Regions from separate parts of the Mus musculus genome. Here all the other regions are linked to region 2. A link is a contact called in public promoter capture Hi-C data. All regions are on one chromosome and are shown on one strand. The core of a region is the stretch at or near the end of the contact, and the rest is flanking DNA. Distances in the headings are between cores, read along the strand shown.

Region 1 (3,332 bases), core at 225-2,724, 310 kb after region 2:
GCAGCTGTGACCCTGGTTCCAGGACCTCCCTTCCCACTGCTGGACCAATGGGGTCTGTCCCCTCCCCTTCTTGCTGCTAAATTTATCCAGAGCCTAAGTTATTCTGGTCACTCCCTGCCTGCCCCTCCCCTCCTGTTCCTCTGGCTCAGGACTGGGTGGTGGAGGGGTCTTCATGGCGGGGGCGGGGGGGGGGAGGCAGGGACGTGACAAGCTCAAGTTTGGCATTTTTAGCACAAAGGCTGAACGTTTAGAGTGTCTTGCTGGGAAAGCCTGGGGCTCTGGGAGAGGAGGATGCAGGAGCAGAGGGCCCCCTGCAAGGTAAACACTGGGAAGCGTGCAGGCAGAATGGGACATTCGGTGTGACAGTGGTGTCCTGCAGAAGCTGTGGAAGACAGTGAAGGAATACTGTGCCCAACACCCCATGACCTCCTCTCACTGGAACTCAGATCTGGGGACAGGGGACCAGACCAGTGCTATAAATACAACAGGGGGGAGGTGCTGGGGGCTCAGGTTACTAGGCCTCAGCTGTCCCCACCAAAGGGACTTGGCTGCAAACAGGTGTCACTGCCTTCTCTGCTGGTCAGTGTCACCCACCCCACACTTGTCAGTATATCCACCGTCTTTGAGTTTTTGTCCTTTATGAGTCAACCCCCCCCCCCCCATTATAGTCACTGTTCTGAGCTTCCGTGTTTCTTCTCAGGATTCTAACCTCTCCTCTCCTACTGTGTCTTCCCTGATCCTTCTCTTTGATTCTTCTCTCTCTCTCTTTCTGTGTGTGTGTGTCTGTCTGTCTGTTTCTCTGTGTGTGTCTGTCTGTCTCTGTGTGTGTGTGCCTGTCTCTCTGTGTGTCTGTCTGTCTCTGTGTGTGTGTCTGTGTTTGTCTCTGTCTCTCCTCTGTGTGTGTGTGTTTTCTCTCTCTCTGTCTCTCTCTTTCTCCCTGTATCTCTGTCTCTGTGTGTGTGTCTCTCTCTCTAGTTCTCTCTGTGTCTCTGTTCTCTCTGTCTCTCCTCTCTGAATCTGGGACTCTGTTGCTCTATCACTTTGTATTTCTATCTGTCTCTAACTATCTCTGGATATCTCATTCTTTTTCTGTATTGCTGTCTTCATATTCTCTCTCTCTCTCTCTCTCTCTCTCTCTCTCTCTCTCTCTCTCTCTCTCTCTCTGGGTCTCTGCCCCCTTTTCTTTCTCTGGGTCCCTCTCTTAGTTTCTGTCTCTCTCTCTCTGGGTCTTTCTCTCAGTCTCTGTCTCTCCGAATCTATGTTTGTCCCATGGCTGACATCTATCGTGTGCCCCACTCTGCTTCCTTCGTTCCTCCGCTTGCTCTGCCTTCCAACTCTCGGTCTTTCTTGTCCCCCAAACCGACCCCATCACTGGTTTGGCAGCAGAGTTTGTCCCTCCTCCGCAGCCGCCCTCTCCCCGCCTCCCGTGACGTGTCCCGGGACTCCCCGCCCCGGGCTGGGCTGCGAAGTTGCGGATCCGGTTTGGTCGGGCGGGTCGGCGGCTGGAGGAAATACACGGAGCCTCAGGGGCTGCGGCAGCAGCATGGTGGGGCCGGAGAAGGAGCAGGTATCGCACAGCGTGGGGCTGGGAGTGAGTGGGGTCCAGAGGCGGAGCCAGCTCCGGGGATCCGGGTCAGATGCTGCAGTGGCTGGACCAGGAGTTCCCAGACCGAGCTGCGTGGGTTCCTGGCTGAGCCCGAGGGAGGAGTTCCCAGTGTGTCCCGTGGGCGCGCGGGGTTGTCTTCGAATCCTGTGGGTCTGACTCGACTCCCTGCCCTGCCCTTCTTGTTCCGGTTCTCAGAGCTGGATCCCTAAGATCTTCAGGAAGAAGGTGTGCACGACGTTCATAGTGGACCTCTCCGATGATGCGGGGTGAGCAGTTCGGGGCTGCTGACCTGGCAGCGTAGGTTCGCGGGCCCTGCCCCACTGCAGACAGGCTCCGCCCCCATAGACTGGACTCGCCCCACTCAACGCAGACAAGGGTGCCCACCACAGACTGACCTTCACTGCCTACCGCAGGAGGTCTTGGTGCACAGACACACCCCACCCACCACAGAAGTCTCAGCTCAACACACTCAGACCCCGCCCACTAAGGACCTTCCCGCCTTCACTTGAGACAGACCCCTCCCCCTGCCCTTGTTTTGGGCCACCCTGCTTAGGGCACGCCCCGAATTCTTCATTCCCCTCTAGGTGGGGATCCATTCTGTGTCTTTGTGTCTCTGTCTCTTTGTGTCATTTGTCTCTGCTTCGGCTTTCTGTGTCATCCCGGCTCAGCGAGCATAGCCACACAGCCCTGCCAGCCTTACATAGCTCTGCAGCTTTGGGATAGTAATTCCCTTCTAGGGCTGCGCTTGTCACCTGGGCACAGAACAGCTCCTCCCTTCTGGGGCCGCTGTGCAAACTAAACAAGGTCACTCTGGGACATTTCTGGAACTCTGCCCATCACCTAATAACATCTAATAAACATCCGGGAATATCTGCAACTCCCATGAGAAGAAGAGGGCAATTGCCACTGCAAGCTGTGCTGTGCTGTAGGTGGCAGGGGACAGGAGCAAGCCCTATAGGCTTCTTGGCTGCATGCTTAGTCTCCCTAGCGGGGTCCAGCTTTAACTCAGTTCTCAGGGTAGACTTTTGGCCTTGGGGCAGTGACACCTGATTTCCTTAGTGTGACTTTATCAGGAGCCTGTTGTCCCACCAGTGTGGGACAGGAAAATGTTGTATAAATAAACAGAGATACTGGTTTACTGGTGGGTCTGGCAGAGGGTCACAGACAGCGTGACTAAAGTCAGTGGGACAAGATGGGAGCTGGTGGGCTACAGGTGTCATTGGAAAGATGGTGCAGTGTGGTGCTTTGAAGGTGGCTCTGGGCCTTGGAAGTGCTCGGTCGAAGTCCTCCCTAAGGACAGCCCAGCGTGGCTTGAAAGTAGAGCAGAGTTCAGGCTGTCAAGAGTGTTGTGAGTGGGAAGGTTGGTGGTAGACCTCATGGGCTCTCAGAGGCCATCCCGAGTGTGGTTTCCTGGGGCTGCGTGAGGGCGGGTAGGAATTCAGAAAGGTGAGAAGAGATTGGGACCATCACCAAGATGATGAGCCCAGGAGAAGAAGCAGGTTTGGAAGGGGATGCTGAGTGCCGGTCCTTCTGTGTACATGATGGGCCTTGGAGACGGGCAGGGGAGGATTGGGACCCTGCTGGTACTTAGCAGAAGAGTGAGATTCATACTGGGGTCTGAGGTCCCAGCTATAGGTGGAGATTGAATCCATGGAGGCAGGTGAGGAAAATACAAAGGCCCCCTGTCTCTCTCGCCTTCCTCTTCTTTCCTTCTTACACCTCTGGG
Region 2 (3,412 bases), core at 503-3,002:
CAGAGCCTGACTTGGCTGGTGGGTGGGAGCTGCAGTTGTTGGCGGGACACACGTGCCCAGCCCAGCCCCTTTACGTTCCCCGGGCCGGGCGGGTGGGCAGGCAGCCTGCTCCCTCTCCCTTCCCAGGGCCTCTTGCCTGCTCCTGCCAGCTAAGCATCTTGGGCCAGAGCCACTCCTGAGACTGTAAGCTAGCCAGCCTCAGCCGAGAGGCAACCATGCTCCTGGCTCCACCTGCCACTTCAGGAGTCTGTGACCACCCTGGCACAGTCGCCATCTTGCCAACCTGACTCATCAACCTCTCACTTCCTTTTATCCACGCACCCCTTTGCCCCTCGAATTCCCCACAGCCAGCACCCTGCAAACTAAACCCTGGAGCTCAAATCTCTCTGGACTCTAGTTTGCACTACAACTTTACATGACTTCCCACCCCAACTTACTCTTGCTGGCATGCACCCACAGGAATGTCACTCACATGTTCAAGACTTGACCCTCAGTTTGGGGGCAAAGAGTTTCCAGTGCACATTTCTGCTCCTCTCTGAGTGTTCAGAACTCTTTGCATTGGCAACAAATCCTGGCTAATGACATTTTCAAGGCTTGATAGCTCTTGGTCCCCCTGCCACACACACATGCACTTCAGGTCTCAGTTTGCTCCTCTGCTTTGCCTACAGGTCAGTTTAAGTCCTTTGCAACATATGCACTCTTGGGTGTCACCACCTATGGCTTAGCAAGCCATGTGCACATTCATCTACTACTCCACTCCATAGCACAAGTGACATTGTATGTGAACACCACTGGTCGATTCACGCATGCCAGAGAATCATGTTACTGGGACCCTGGGCCCTGGCTCCGGGACCCCTCCCCACATGCATAGAGACAAGCAACCTCTCACCAGAGCGGAACTTGGAACGGATGATTTGGGAGCGCTGGGAGGAGGCTGCCAGGGTCATTGCCAAGGCTGAGGTGGAGACCTGGACAGAGGAAGCCAGAGCCACCAGAGCGCGGCAGGGTCAAAGTGGATGACGGGAGGCTGCCATTGGGGGAATTTTGGAGACAGTGTGAAAGGTTAGAGACAAAAGTACTGGGCCAGATCAGCTCTTTTGGGGGATGACTGGTCTCTGGGCCCTTGGGTCTGAGAAAGGAGGGCTGGTCCTGAACCTCCGGGTGTGAGAGACACGGGCTGGGGCCTGGAGCCCTAGGACTGAAGAAAGGTTGCGGCCTGGAGTTCTGGCTGGAGGGAGAAGTACTTGGGCATGGACTGCTGTGTCTGTAGAAGGCTTTGGGCCTGGAGTTCTGAGTCGGAAGCAAAAGGGCTGGGTCTAAATCCCTGGATCTTGGCGGTACAGGAAGGACCTGCGTCATGGGCTCCTGCATCTAAGAGGGAGAGCATTGGAATCTGGAGTTCTGGGCCTTTGAAAGTGCAGGAAGCAGTCGTCTGGAGTCTGAACCCTGAAGGAGGAGGAGATTAAGGACGAGAACTGCATGCTGTTAGGGACTAGAATCGAAGATTCTAGGACAGACGGGAATCAAAGAATATGACAAGTGTCTGGGAAACATAGGGGTCCCTGAAACAGAATGGGTTGAGTGTCATGCACGGGGCTCTGTGGGAAAGATATTGGGACCAGAAGGGGGAACCAGAACGGAGAATGAAGGGTAAAATGAAAAAAAAAAATCCCCATATCTACCCCAGGGGCTTCTCACCAGGTAGGCTCCTCTCAGCTACTCAGCTGTGCCTTGAAGCGGGTGGAGTCTCCCGGATTAGGCTGGAGACCTTAGGCTCCACCCCACAAGCCTTGGGCCGCCCTCGACTCCCCTTTCTAGGGCGAGTGGGAGTCAAGAGAGCGAGCCTTGGATCAGAAGCCCTGCAAGGACCCAGAAAAGGGGCGGGACACACACGCCGTGAGGACCGGCCTGGCTCACTTCGAGGGTTCCCTTACTATCTCCTCCCCCGAGTCCCGAGCTGTGGGTTGGGTGGAGCGGTCACTGGCGACAGACAGGAGCAGGTGCAGAGAGAGGGACCCGGGTGAGCAACAGCGGCAGGTGGTCGTGTTCAGACCCTGCCGGCAGGTGCCACCTGTTGGTTCTTTTTTTCCTGACACAGCAGTAGGAGTCAAGTTCAGAGGAGGGGAAAGTTCAAACATGAGGCCCAGACTCCTAGTTCTAAAAAGGAAGGGGGCAGAAGTCAGGACTCTGGGTCTGAGGGTGGTGGACGGAGTCTTAGGCCTCTGGTATGGGAGAGGAGAGCTGAGGTTTGCATTCTTGGATCTGATGGAATAGGACTAGTACCCGAGAGGTGCTGGGTGTTGGAAGTCAGCGGTGTGCACAGTAGGCAGACAGCATCGGAAGGACTGGGGGGAGAAAGCTAAAGTTTGGACTTTGTAGGTAAGAGGGAGATGGTGATGACCTGTTCTCACTGGTAGTACATGGGGTCTGATATTCAGAAGAACATGGTCCAGGCTGTGTTCCGAGTTGTGTGACAGTGCTCAGTACTACAGGGTCACATTTCGTGCTAGAGGGCAAGCTGAGGCCATGGCTAGAAATATCTCCCCAAACTCGGCAGACGCCCAACGTTCCAAGCACAGTCCCTGGCACCTTAAAAAAAAATCTTTGCTAAGGCCCCCAAATCTTGACAAGTGAGGTCAATACCACAGATATTTTTATTACTTCTTGGCATTCACATCCCAAGCCCATCTTCCCACTGTCCCATCGTCTACCAACCCAACAACTCAAACTCTCAGCCGTCTACGCAGGGAAAACTACAACTCCCAAAATGCTCTACGCCCAGGCGGGCTCCCTTTTAAGAAGCGATGCAGTTTCAAGCTGCGCGCGTTCCTTTCTCATTGGTTTTCAAGGTGTCGAAGCCACCGGGGGTCCATGGCGATGATTGGCTGGCAGCTCCTGCTGTTCAAGATCCCAGAGGAGGCGACGGAGCCTGCGCAGTTCTCTATGCAATGCGTCATCTGTCACAGGGCCGGTGAGGCGCAGGCGTGAGCTGCCCAGGGGCAGGATGAGCGGAGGGTGCGAGGAAAAACTTTCAAAGATATCCCCTGTGAGTACGAGGAAAACCGAATTAAAAACTCAGCATGAGTGTGAGGTGGTCTATCTCCTTAAGTAAGAAACGATGAGACTGGGTTCCCTGTGTTTCAAAGGATGACGGGAATTTTAGCTAAAACGTGTGTGTGGGGAGGGGGGAGGAGGTGACACATAATCCCGGCACTCTGGAGGCAGAGGCAGGTGGATCTCTTTGAGTTCGAGGCCAGCCTGATCTACAGAGTTACAAGACAGCCAGGGCTACAGAGAGAAATCCTATCTTGAAAAGCCAAGAAAACTAGGGAAAAAAGGCCCATTACCAGGAAAATAGGGTCCCAGGTACCCTGGAACCTTGAGGATGGGCTGGGGAACCTTGGGAGATTTC
Region 3 (3,046 bases), core at 411-2,910, 510 kb after region 2:
CATTAACCCAGCTTGAAGGCCAAGATCTGGTTTCTTTTAAAACGGGGTCTCACTTAGCTCTATCTGACCTGGAACTGACTCTGGAGACCAGGTTGGCTGGGAACTCAAGAGATCGACCTGCTTCTGCCTCCTCCGAGACAGGTGAGCCACCAGGCCTGCCCCTAAAACCTCCAAAAAAAAAGACATGGAGCAAAGTTTGCGGTGTAAATCTGTCTGTATTCCTTAGCACTCTGGAGAAGAGGCAGAAAGATCAGGGATTCTGGGTTATCTACTGTTACATAGAAGTCCGAAGCTAACCTAAGAGGGGGGGGAGGGGAGCGGCGAGGGGCTGGGCTGGGGGCGTAGATCAGTGGTAGAGTGTCACGTGAGAACTCCAGTCCTCAGGGACCATTGATCACCCCCTTTTACAGAGGATACTGAGGCGAAGCAGGAGTCACCCGACAGACACAGCCTGGACACACAGACATTTGGGTGGAGACTAGCCCCCTTTTGGACCTCACTGCTCCGACCCCGCCAGCTCTTTGCCGAGGATGGAGACATCACAACTCACCAAAAGTCCCACTCACCCCATTCTTGCCCCCATGTACTTGTATATAATTTTTTTTTTTTTAACCAGCTCATCCGGGTCTGTCTGTGGATAGGACAGGGAATAGGTGCACCTTTTAGGTTTCAAAATCTTGGTTTGTTGGCTTTCCAGAAGCTGAGGCAGGATCTTAAATTTAAGGTCAGCCAGGATTGCAGAAATCTTACGTCAGAAACCCAAACCAACGACAAAAGATTCTATTTGTTTTCCGAGGCCTCCAGTAGCCCAGGGTCAGCACAGGGCACGCCCCATGGGAATTTGATGTGCAGACGCAACTCAATTCCCCAAAACCATAGCCCCAAAGTGTAACAAGCAAGCAAACGGTGCTGGCACCTACAGGAGGACTCGACTCAGGCTCGGCTGGTTAGGGAGGTTTTCAGGACAAAACGAGTCTTTGATAGCCAACAGTCTTTTGGTTAGTTATTTCCCTTCGGAGGCGGGCGGTTAGAGGCGCACAGACGGGAGGGCAGCGCGGACAACAGTCACGGAAACAAAGGCCTTTGGGGATAGAAGCGAGTGAGGGCGTCTGCGTCTCGGGACCCTCAAAGCCCCTCATTCACCCCATCCTCCTCCATCCAGGAAGGCTTCCTCCACCCGTTGGAAGGCTTCCTCCACCCGAGACTCCCAGGTTCAGGACAGCCAGCGATGGTCAGCCCACTGTGGGGTTGAGGGGAGGGACCGCTGCACGAGCAGCTCTGAAGGGCCGACAGGGACTATGCTCGCCCCCTCATGGACACCACATGTTCTGCAGCCGCCATCACTTGATGGGAGTAATGGCGCTGCACATGGCAGACACCGGAACGGAGAAGAGCGATCCCTTCAAATATGGCGGCTGCGGCTTGGCCGGCATTGTACGGCTGAAGCCGCTCCGAAACCCACGTGACATCCCGCCCCGCACAGTCATGGCCGCCAAGAGCCAACTCAGGCGACATTCTGATTGGACAAAATAAAAATGGCCCGCCTCGATAGACGCGCACTCACCGCTTCGACCAATTAGAAGACGGAAACTCTTCGGTTCGAGCCGTCTGCGTCACTTCCTCCGCCCCTGCAGCAAGGGATAAGAAACCCTGCGACAAGACCTCCTCCTTTCCCAGGCGGCTGCCGAAGATGGCGGAGGGGCAGGTTCGGACTCTGCGCGCGCCGGGCGGTGTGGGGTCGGGTGGGTGCCAGGCGGGAGCGCAGTGAGGGGCCACTGCTCCCCGCCGCTTGTGCGATGGGACTTAGCAAACGTCTCACGCGAGGGGACTGTGTAACGGGCGTAACAAGCCGCGGCTGCCTAGGTATGGGGCGATGGAAATGCAGCGGGTTTTCTGGGGAAGACGGGAGTGGGGCTGGGGTTCCAACACCAGAAACAACTTTTACAGGTTGTAATCTCAGGCGTTGGGGTGCGGGGAGCTTGCAATCTCTCATGCCTGGTGTATGTATGTAAGATAAGGAGAAACTGTCGCAGGCTCCTGCTTTGCATGACTTTAGGGCACCGGATTCCTGTAACATCTGATCTGAAGGCTTGTAGGCCTTTTGAGGGTGTTTTCGGTGTTCTTCAGAATTGGGGAGATTGATAAGACAGACTTTAAATATTACTTATTCACCCGACTGAAGCAGGAACCTCTTCATTTTGAGGCTGGTCAGGAATTGCCTGTACCTTCCTCCTGACTTTAGATTCCTTGACAGGTTGCTGCTCAGGAAGTAAATGGTGCTGTTTGGGACAGTTTTGCCCTTTAAAAAGAACTTGGGAAGTTCCGGAGACCCTCCAGTAACAGCAATAAACAGGGTGGCTGTGGAATGGGCTTCTTCTGTAGTTTGGGTTGGGATGCAGACATGTGCCTCCATGCCTGAGACGGGATTTAGCTTTGTAATCCAGTCTGCACTGCTCAGAATCACAGGACGATGTGTGCTTAGCTAAATCGGGTTCTTTTGAGTGCATATAAGAAAGGTTCTGCTTGAGCATCTGAGGATCCGATGAAAAGTTACAACAGGCTAAAGTCTGAAAGCAGGTCTGGTCAATTTTGGAGTGAACGGTGTGCCACTGGATCCCAGCTATCCTGGGATTTGAGGCCTGGAAGGGTTAAATGAAGTTCCATTTTAAAAAATCAACTTATATACACAATAGGAATCCTATGCCTGCTGAGGCTTTGTTAGTACTATAGTGGCCCTTTGGGACACTTGCTTCATCTGGGTAGTAGGCATCCTGACGGGTTGCTAACCTGGAATAGGGGAAGCCAAACTGTTTCCTAAGCATTCTTGTTTCCACAGGTTCTGGTATTGGATGGCCGAGGCCATCTTCTTGGCCGCCTGGCGGCCATTGTGGCCAAGCAGGTACTTCTGGGTAAGTTTCATTCACCATTTACCTTTGCCTGGGAGTCCATGATGAGCAACACTCACCATCTTTCGTTTGAGTCTCACGACTGTGAGATCAACCCATGCACCGCTCTGAGACTCGCCAGCCCCTGCTTTCTTGGGACC

Evidence for each region. Capture Hi-C pulls out chosen DNA fragments and counts their contacts.
Region 1: a promoter capture Hi-C map of adipose tissue shows a contact between it and region 2. The contact joins the promoter of Trpm4 here to the promoter of Mamstr in region 2. A contact is called at or near these places in 7 of 39 promoter capture datasets (the HPC-7 cell line, fetal liver, hematopoietic stem and progenitor cells and 3 more), 3 of 115 datasets of contacts at active chromatin or transcription factors (bone marrow-derived macrophages, embryonic stem cells and pancreatic cancer cells) and 3 of 9 other capture datasets (adipose tissue, liver and pancreatic islet).
Region 3: a contact with region 2 is called in a promoter capture Hi-C map of adipose tissue, with 2.1 times the contacts expected there. The contact joins the promoter of Rpl13a here to the promoter of Mamstr in region 2. A contact is called at or near these places in 7 of 39 promoter capture datasets (the C10 cell line, cranial neural crest, embryonic stem cells and 4 more), 5 of 115 datasets of contacts at active chromatin or transcription factors (bone marrow-derived macrophages, embryonic stem cells, microglia and 2 more) and 4 of 9 other capture datasets (adipose tissue, liver, macrophages and 1 more).

Annotation. Positions count from the first base shown.
Region 1 is chr7:45,331,922-45,335,253 of GRCm38.p6, reverse strand. It overlaps Trpm4 (transient receptor potential cation channel, subfamily M, member 4), which reads left to right and starts at 1,474. Exons shown (of 25, transcript NM_175130.4): 1 at 1,474-1,567; 2 at 1,802-1,872. The coding sequence starts at 1,544.
Region 2 is chr7:45,638,317-45,641,728 of GRCm38.p6, reverse strand. Mamstr (MEF2 activating motif and SAP domain containing transcriptional regulator) reads right to left here and starts at 1,752. Exons shown (of 10, transcript NM_172418.2): 1 at 1,699-1,752; 2 at 890-1,027. The coding sequence starts at 947. Rasip1 (Ras interacting protein 1) reads right to left here. Exons shown (of 12, transcript NM_028544.1): 12 at 2,637-3,044. The coding sequence ends at 2,845. A030001D20Rik (RIKEN cDNA A030001D20 gene) reads left to right here and starts at 2,971. Exons shown (of 2, transcript NR_152217.1): 1 at 2,971-3,046.
Region 3 is chr7:45,127,359-45,130,404 of GRCm38.p6, reverse strand. Rpl13a (ribosomal protein L13A) reads left to right here and starts at 1,660. Exons shown (of 8, transcript NM_009438.5): 1 at 1,660-1,705; 2 at 2,837-2,909. The coding sequence starts at 1,691. It overlaps Snord32a (small nucleolar RNA, C/D box 32A), which reads left to right and starts at 2,942; the gene lies at 2,942-3,022.